Linked DNA regions of Gossypium hirsutum: all the other regions are linked to region 3. The links are chromatin contacts, called in public Hi-C maps. All regions are on one chromosome and are shown on one strand. Each heading gives the region's core, a stretch centred on a gene start, on an enhancer-like site or on the middle of the called end of the contact. The rest is flanking DNA. Distances are from core to core; before and after follow the strand shown.

Evidence for each region. A called contact is a pair of places that touch in the nucleus more often than the background predicts.
Region 1: a contact with region 3 is called in a Hi-C map of leaf, with 2.7 times the contacts expected there. The contact joins the promoter of LOC121211442 here to the promoter of LOC121210977 in region 3. A contact is called at or near these places in 7 of 34 Hi-C or Micro-C datasets (callus and leaf).
Region 2: a Hi-C map of leaf shows a contact between it and region 3, with 1.9 times the contacts expected there. The contact joins the promoter of LOC107934503 here to the promoter of LOC121210977 in region 3. A contact is called at or near these places in 3 of 34 Hi-C or Micro-C datasets (hypocotyl and leaf).

Annotation. Positions count from the first base shown.
Region 1 is chrA12:91,375,638-91,378,484 of Gossypium_hirsutum_v2.1, reverse strand. It overlaps LOC121211442, which reads left to right and starts at 1,445. Exons shown (of 2, transcript XM_041084209.1): 1 at 1,445-2,257; 2 at 2,351-2,470. The coding sequence starts at 1,445. The coding sequence ends at 2,470.
Region 2 is chrA12:91,401,954-91,404,868 of Gossypium_hirsutum_v2.1, reverse strand. LOC107934503 reads right to left here and starts at 1,583. Exons shown (of 1, transcript XM_016866950.2): 1 at 259-1,583. The coding sequence starts at 1,583. The coding sequence ends at 1,233. It overlaps LOC107934512, which reads left to right. Exons shown (of 2, transcript XM_016866957.2): 2 at 131-452. The coding sequence ends at 147.
Region 3 is chrA12:91,097,593-91,100,292 of Gossypium_hirsutum_v2.1, reverse strand. LOC121210977 reads right to left here and starts at 1,384. Exons shown (of 3, transcript XM_041083060.1): 1 at 854-1,384; 2 at 617-694; 3 at 87-495. The coding sequence starts at 1,028. The coding sequence ends at 185. It overlaps LOC121210976 (receptor protein kinase-like protein ZAR1), which reads right to left. Exons shown (of 2, transcript XM_041083059.1): 2 at 2,443-2,700.

The sequences.
Region 1 (2,847 bases), core at 196-2,695, 280 kb before region 3:
ATTTGCACAGTTCATCTGAAGATCAAAGATGATTTCGTTTGTCATTGGGTTGTTCTAACTAGGTTCTTAAGACACCAAACTTTTGGGTTTAGTTGGCCTTAGGAACCTGAATTTTGTATGGGCTTTTCCGTGACTATACATATTGAGAACTCACTCCATCACGTCAAAGCCACACAGGTTTCAACCAATTAATAGAGTAGAAACAAAGTTTGTTTTTCAATCTTGACGGACCAGATCATGTTCTTCTTAAATGATGTCTGTATGAATACAATAGAGTATTCTTCAGACTTCAAACCATGGATCATCATTTCAATTCTTCTCAACGGTGTCAGATTCTGTTCTTTTCAATCTTGAAGGACCAGATCATGTTCTTCCTAAATGATGTCTGTATGAATACAATAGGGTATTATTCGGACTTCAAACCATGGATCATCATTTCAATTCTTCTTAACGGTGTCAGATTCTGTTCTGATAAATGGTGAGGAGATGAGATCTATTCAGCTCAGTCAAGGTTTGCAACTACAATCTATTTTTCATAAAAGCCAATAATACACAAAGAAAGTAAGAAGCCCCGTTGGCATGACATGGTTACCACCATTTTAAAGTGGAAGGAATGGATCAGATTTTCAGTTTTGTATAAGGTTAAGGGGCTCCTTAATTTTATCTGCATTTCTTCTCTGGGCTTTACAACAATTTTGTAGGCTTCACATAATATAGAGCAATAGCTGCCTGCTATTAAGCATTTCAATCTCCTCCTTTCGGAAGCACCAAGCCAGTGTTAATAAATACAGAAAAATCTACTTTTATAGATGTGGTTAAGCATTTATATCCATATGTATCAGTTATCAGTTCACACAGTATCAAGTACGTGTTTTGTTTATTACCAACTTTTATGTTTTTTTTTTAAATTTTGTTTACATAATTATGATTTTTTTAATTTATAAATATGTGTTTTTGTTATGAAATATTTATGTGGATGTCATTATCAACCCCATAAGTTATAAAACTCTTCCTATACCCCATAAGTTATGAGATTTTTCCTATACCCTATTAATATGGGAGATAAAAGGTCATGACCCTTTACATGCCCTATAATAATTAGAGAGTTACTTTTAACCCCTATATATATGAGGCTCATATACTCATGAAAATATATATATATATATATAAAGATACACTCTCTTTTCTATATTCTCTCTACACTCTTTCTTCTATCACATTTTAGTTTATTCTTTCTTTATTATTTCACAACACATTATCAGCACGAGTCTCTAATACAAGAAATCAAGGCCAACAAATTTTTCCTTAAAGATTGCCGAAGGACGCTTAGGTGAAGTAATGGTAACAAGTTGATCTATTTCATTTGCATATGTGTTATTTCATTTGCATATTAACATGCTTTATTTTACATTATGGACTTGTATATTTTGTCTTATAGTTTATAATGTCAAATCTTACAAAACTCGAATTTGTGGATCTGGACATCACTGGAAATAACTATTTATCATGGGTACTAGATGTTGAAATTCACTTAGATGCAAAGGGTCTTAATGAGACTATTAAGGAGGGAAATGAAGAAAGTACACAAGATAAGGCCAATGCGATGATTTTCCTTCGCTATCACCTCCATGAAGGTCTAAAGACCGAATATTTGACTGTTAAGGACCCTCAAATTCTTTGGGCCAATCTAAAGGAAAGATATGACCATCATAAAATTGTGATTTTGCCTAAAGCTCGTTATGAGTGGCTGAATTTAAGATTGCAAGACTTTAAGTCTGTTAGTGATTATAACTCGGCCATGTTCAAAATCACTTCACAATTGAATTTATGTGCAGAGAATATTACTGATGCAGAAATGTTAGAAAAAACATACTCAACTTTCCATGTAAATAATGTTGTCCTGCAGACACAATATCGTGAAAAAGGCTTCCAGAAATATTCTGAATTAATTTCTTGTCTCCTAGTGGCGGAGCAAAACAACGAGCTGCTAATGAAAAACCATGAATTACGCCCAACTGGCTCTACTCCATTCCCTGAAGCGAATGTGAGTTTACATAATGGGCAAGAATTAAAAGAAACACACCATGCAAATAGTAGTGTGCGTGGCCGTGGCCGTGGTCGTGGCCAAGGGCGTGGCCGCAGACATAGATATGGATATGGTCGAGGTGGTCATTTTAAAAATTCACATTCCTACCAGAAGTGGGATCGGAAAAATGGTAACAGTGAAAAGAAAGAAAAAGGTGAAAATGTGACTCATGTATGCTATAGTTGTGGAGGAAAAGGACATTAGTCTCGTATGTGTCGCACACAAAAGTATCTAGTTGATCTTTATCAGCAGTCCATAAAACAGAAGGGAAAGAAAGTAGAAACCAATCTTGTGTATAAAGATGGCGAAGGTGATTTTGATGATGGCAATGCAACCCATTTAGAAGTGGCTGATTTTCTTTCTACCCCTGAAGGAAATTATTAAGGCCACAAATTTCGATAAATAATAAAATAAACCTCTACTACTCTATGTTTCACTTAGCAACTTTAATAATGATGTTATGACCTTTACTAGTGCTATGTTTTATGTGATAATTTTGTTTTATAGACCTTTTAGTAATTTGAACTTTGAATACCTATTTTAACCATTATGTGTGACATTTTGTGGTTATGTTGTTTCTTTGAAGAACATAATCTCGCAAAGGCAATCAGCTATGAATGGTGAAAATATATGTCTAGCAGACAGTGCAACTACTCACACCATACTGAAAGACAAGAGATATTTTTCTCATTTAATAATGAAAGAAGAAAGTGTGAGCACTATATCTGGTAGTACAACTTTTATAGAAGGCTCCGGAAGAG
Region 2 (2,915 bases), core at 334-2,833, 300 kb before region 3:
CTTTGTTCAGTTATGTTTTGCGTTGTATAAGAAGTTTTCAAATGCTTATGATTTCTGTTTCCAATCAATTGAATATTGAATGTATGTAAGATTTAGTAGACTGCTGATGGACTCTGATTGTGGATTGCAGCATGGAAGGTTTTGTAAAGAGGAAAGGTGGATGGGGCAAAGAGTCAGGATGCCTTAAAAGAATGGAGCAGCATTGGAGTTATTGTGAAGGTGCCACACACGGGGAAAAAGAGTTTAGCAGGTTTCTTCGAGTATTAATGCAGGAAATGTGGATAGGTCTTTGCTTCAAATATTAACTGAAATATGTGAATATAGCTTCCTTGTGTAGCTGAAATAGACAAATAGCGAGTGACTTTGTAAAGTATTTAAATGTGTATTTTGTATTCTTCTTATTTACCATTAAAAAAAAACATGGGAGGGTTGATTGATTCCCATTTCTTTTCTATGAGGTAAGCCTTTAAAAAAAAAAAAGAAAAACTGTTAGAGAAATAATTATATAAAGAAGTAATTTTGTAAGATGAAGGCGGCGGGAATTTTTGCGTTGATCTATTCAATTCATCAAATTTGATTTTCTTATTTTTTAAAAAATATTATAAAATCTAAAAAAAAAGAGCTTCATCTTGGCTCTTCCCTCTTACTCTGTTCCAGGCAAGTGATGAAATGGTTTCCTTTTCTTATTGTATTTGGTTGAAAGAAAAAGACTTTTAAAGAGAAGTAAATTGATTTGAAATGCAAGTGTGTTTAAATAGCTTAAGCATGGATAATGCTTATCCAGAAATGAGAAATGTGGATTACATCATTCACAACCCAAATGCCTTCTTCTTTGTTTGGTCAGTTACAGTGATTAGCATTGGCCACAATTCAACTTTGTTATTACGAAGACCATTCATTGTAGAAGAAGAAGATGGATGAAATATGTCAAAAATCATAGATATATCTTAAAACACTGTGTAACATACAAAACATAAAATGACAAGTGAGGTTTTTTATTTATTTTTAATACTCAAGTATCTATTAGTCGAAATGTAGTGTGTAGCTTAATAATACTCCAAAGACGCAATGGAACTTTTCTTAATTGAAAAAACACAGGATTAACAAAACGCGAGAGAGCTTAGATTTTCGTGGGGATTAAGCTCAAGACTCAACATTAGAACACGAAGCAAGCAGAGTGACATAACAAGTTTATAAATACTTCATAACATCCTGAATCAGATAATGCATGATCAACCTAGATACAAGTGAACCTTAACAGCAAGCAAGAAGACACAGATTGGCCCAAAATACAGCAGAGAATGGATTAGAACCGAAGCACCACTTGTCTTAAAATTCCCAAACTCCACGCACCTATGGTGCCCTGGAACCTGAAACAACAGCCCTGGGGTTAGCAGCACGAACAACACCATTGCCACAAAAACAGGTCCCCAATCCGCTATTGTTTTTTCTTCTTTTAAATAACGACGAAGTCCCAGACAACTCGGTGAAGGTTTGTGAGTTTGAGGGAGAGAGTGAGAGGGTATATATATATGTGTGTGCAAAGAAAGTGGTGGGTAGTGTGGGGCGGAGTTTAGGGGATTAAGTCATTTGGATTCACAACAGCCGCCCCATTTGTACTGCTGGGAATAACTTGCTTCCCATGCTTTACCCAAAGCGTTATATCGATGGACAAATGCACAACCAGAATCTGCAGAGAATATGTGCTGTTCAAGTAAATTAAATTTAAAAGAAAACAATCCCATTCTCACCTTTACTAGGGAAACGCCTACTTACCAACATAATCAATGCACTCAAAATTTTGACAGCGTAAACCCACAAGGATTTGTCCTAGGGCGTGACAAATGGGGAGAAGGAAGTTGCACTTGTTAATTGAAAATCATGTTATCGGCCAATTGAAAATGGAGGTCTATGTATATTAAAAAATTGGAGGTCTCCGTCTAATAAAAATAAGAGCTAATATATGTTTTGTCTCTGAGTTTCATCATCTGTATTTAATTAGTACCTAATTTTTAATTTGGTCATACATTGATACTGCAACATAATTAAAATATACTAATGTGATAATAATGACCAATAGTATGATAATTCATGACAGTACATATTTTAACATATCGCAAAAATTAAAAAAATAAAAAGTAATATTTAAAATTATAAAAAATTATATTTTTTAGCATAAAGAATGAACCTAGACAAGTAATTGTTCAGATACGTTTGAACTCGAAAAACTATTTGTTGAGGTTCATTCCAAACATTTTTATAGCAATTTTATATAATTTTAGTTTTAATAAAATATTAGATTTTTATATTATTATGAAATTAAAAATACAATTATATATTTATAGATTTTATAGTTTTTATATGAAACATATTTTATACAAATTATGATATTTTATAAAATATGATGCGGAATAGATTTTATAAAATATTAAATTTGATGTATTTTTAATTCAATAACATTTTTTTGCCACATAGGATTGCCATGTGTCACCATACTATTTATCATAAGTGCTATGTTAGCGTAATTTAAGAGTGTTACCAAAGTATGTAACAAAATTGAAGTTTAGGTATTAGGTAAAAAAGAAAAAGGTACCAATTATGTACAAGTGGCCAAGATCAATGGCAAAAGATATATTAACCCTTATTATTATTAGGAATAATATCACATTTGGCATCTGTACTTTTATAAAATGTCTAATATGGTGCTTATACTTTGAAAAGTCCAATATGGTACTTAAATTATCAATTTGTATATTATTTGGTAGTTGTACTTTTATAAGATGTTCAATTTGGTACTTATACTTTGAAAAATATTAATGTGGTACATGGACTATCTATCTGTGTATTATTATGGTACTTGGAGTTAACACACTTTGTAAATGCAAAACCAACTAATAAAAATTTGATACATGATT
Region 3 (2,700 bases), core at 135-2,634:
ATTTTAATGGTATGTACATGGATGTGTTTTGTGCCATTTTGCTAATTTTTATAAATTCCACACTCACACAAGAAAAAAGAAAAAACTAGAGTTGAACCATTTTCAATTTTGAGATTGTAGATTGTTTACAAGAGATTTATACAGAATAAATATCAGTTATTGTGAGGGTTTATTAGCCCTTTCTTTATCTCATTAAAGCCCATGTTTGGTGGGCTGATTTTTTTTCCCCAGGGGAGCATCTTGCTTCATTACTGCCAACGGAGTTGGAGATGGATTCATGCGCACTTCTGCTTCTTGACTTTGGAAGCTTGTTCAGCATTTCAGCTTTGTCTTCCAACTCATCTTTCATATTTGTGTAATTATTCACAGCATCATCATCATCATCATTAGAGCTCTCTCTAAATAACTCAATTAGTTGCTTCTTTGTATCTGTGGGAGAATTTTCCTTCAAGGTTTTCCGGTTTTTAGGGCTATTTCCGCAAGAAAAAGTAGAATCTGGATGAAACCAAGCTTTGTCAAAAGCAACGATGTGATTTTGAAGTTAAGAAACTTAGCAATGCTATTATTATGGGGAAATGAAAATAGTTTGTCTCAACAAAATTAGGGAAAATCTCACCACCATTCACACTGAAGAAATCTTCACTGTCAGATTCTAACCATTGGATGGAATCAAAAAACTTCTCCTCTGTGTTACCTGCATAGAAATGATAGACACACTTCAGTTAGATATGTTAAAAACTTGAGTAAATTAGTTTCCAGGCAATAATAAAGGTTAAAGATCTGCATAATGTAATAATCCATTGATGACAAAAAAAGAAAATAAATGTTAAGAAAGCCAGGTTAAGGAACAAACTCGAGTCTCGAAAACTAATTTCTTGTTCCATTGATGATGGCTGACGCCTGGAACCGAGTTCAGCAATGGAGCGCTCCTTTCTGGCAATGTTCTTCTTAGTGGGGGATTGAATTTGGGCACTAAGATTCATGTCTATAGCATCTTTGTTCTTGCAAACTCTAGCGCAATTGCCCATGTCTTTTTGCGACAATGACTGTGTCTCCTACACATTCATGAGGCGGCACTTTAACCAGCCTGTTTTTCTTCAATGCAAGCCAAGAAAAAAAGAGAAGAAAATTGAGAGAGAAAGGATAGGAATATGGGATTTTAGCTTCTTTTTTTTTTTTTTTGCTTGAATTAAATCAACCAAAATGAGGGGAAGGGAGTGGGGAGCTGATTGCTCTTAAAAGCAAAGAAATATCACTGCTTGCTAGCTTGGGTCCATCCATAATCAATGATCTCTTAATTTGGCCTTTATACTGTGCCATTATCTTTGTTTGATTGATACCTTTCTTACTGAACTATTATTTTCATGGCCGTTGCAGGAAAAGAAATAAAGGTTGTTTGTGGGGGTGGTTTCATCATTCCTCTTTTTTGGATTTGTTTTAACTTTGCTTTACCGACATTAACCTCGTTCCAAACTTGTATGCTAAGTTCAGTGTATAAAAGGAACCCTGAATCCAGATCAACTTGACAGTTCTTTTCTTATCTTTGCTTTGCTTTGAATAATTTTCAGATCCCGTTGTATTGTATTGTATTGTAGGGATCACCAAAGACTGAAGAATTCAACTTTGATTTTGTTATACCAACAAGTATAACGCCACATCTCAACAGAACTTAGTGTTGGCCACCTCAGAAGTCGAGTATAGAAGTGCAGCTAATGCAACATCCGAATTGACATGATTTCGTTCTCTGCTGGATGAAATATGTGTGAAGATTAAAGGCATACCAGTAATTTGGTGTGATAATTCCAGCACGGTGTCCTTGGCAGCAAATCCAGTGCTACATGCTCATGTTAAGCATGTTGAGCTTGACTTACATTTTGTGCGTGACAAGGTGCTCAGCGACAACTTCAGGTCAACTATGTACCTGGGAATGATCAAGTAGACCAAACCGTTAACCATAGGTGTTTTTTCTTGTTGTCATGCTAAGATGAATGTGATTGCTATTGAGTCTGGAGGGGGAATATCAGAAGTAACTAAGTAACTTGAATTAATTAAGAGCAATTCATTGTTAGTTAAGTAGTTAAGGGTAGTTTTCTACTTTGTTAATGATTCATTTCTGGAGTATAAGTATTGAATGTGGATTGTAATTGTTAAGTTAGATTAATGAGTTTTCTAATAAGACTATACTCTTAATTTCGTTAGAAGTCTAGAATGGTTGAGTTTCAACTTTCATCTATATTTACTTTTTCTATTAAGAGTTGGAAGTTGCCAACTAACTGGCGAGTTCCCTCATGGTTTATTTATTTTCCTAAAAACATTAAATCTGAGTACTAGTTTTTTCTTCTCAAATTCCATGGCCTTATAGGATACACTTGCCATATGATCAACAGTGTTAAGTAAAAGGGTCAAACTTAATGTCAGAAAAATAATATCTAACAAAAATGATTTACTTAACCCATGAAATGTGCATTTAACCCTACACAGATAGAATTAATGCCTTAGCACTGTGGCCTTGAATTGTTAGAAAAGAAAGAAATTATTACAATCACATCCCAGGGATAAACAGAAATTTAAAATTACAAAAAAAAAAAAATTGTAGCCAAGAAAGGACACATTGTCTCCTATTGGCTCTCCCGAGACAGTTGAATTTTCAAGAAAATTTTGGGCCTAATCTGGAAAACCATTTAGAGGAATGAATATAGT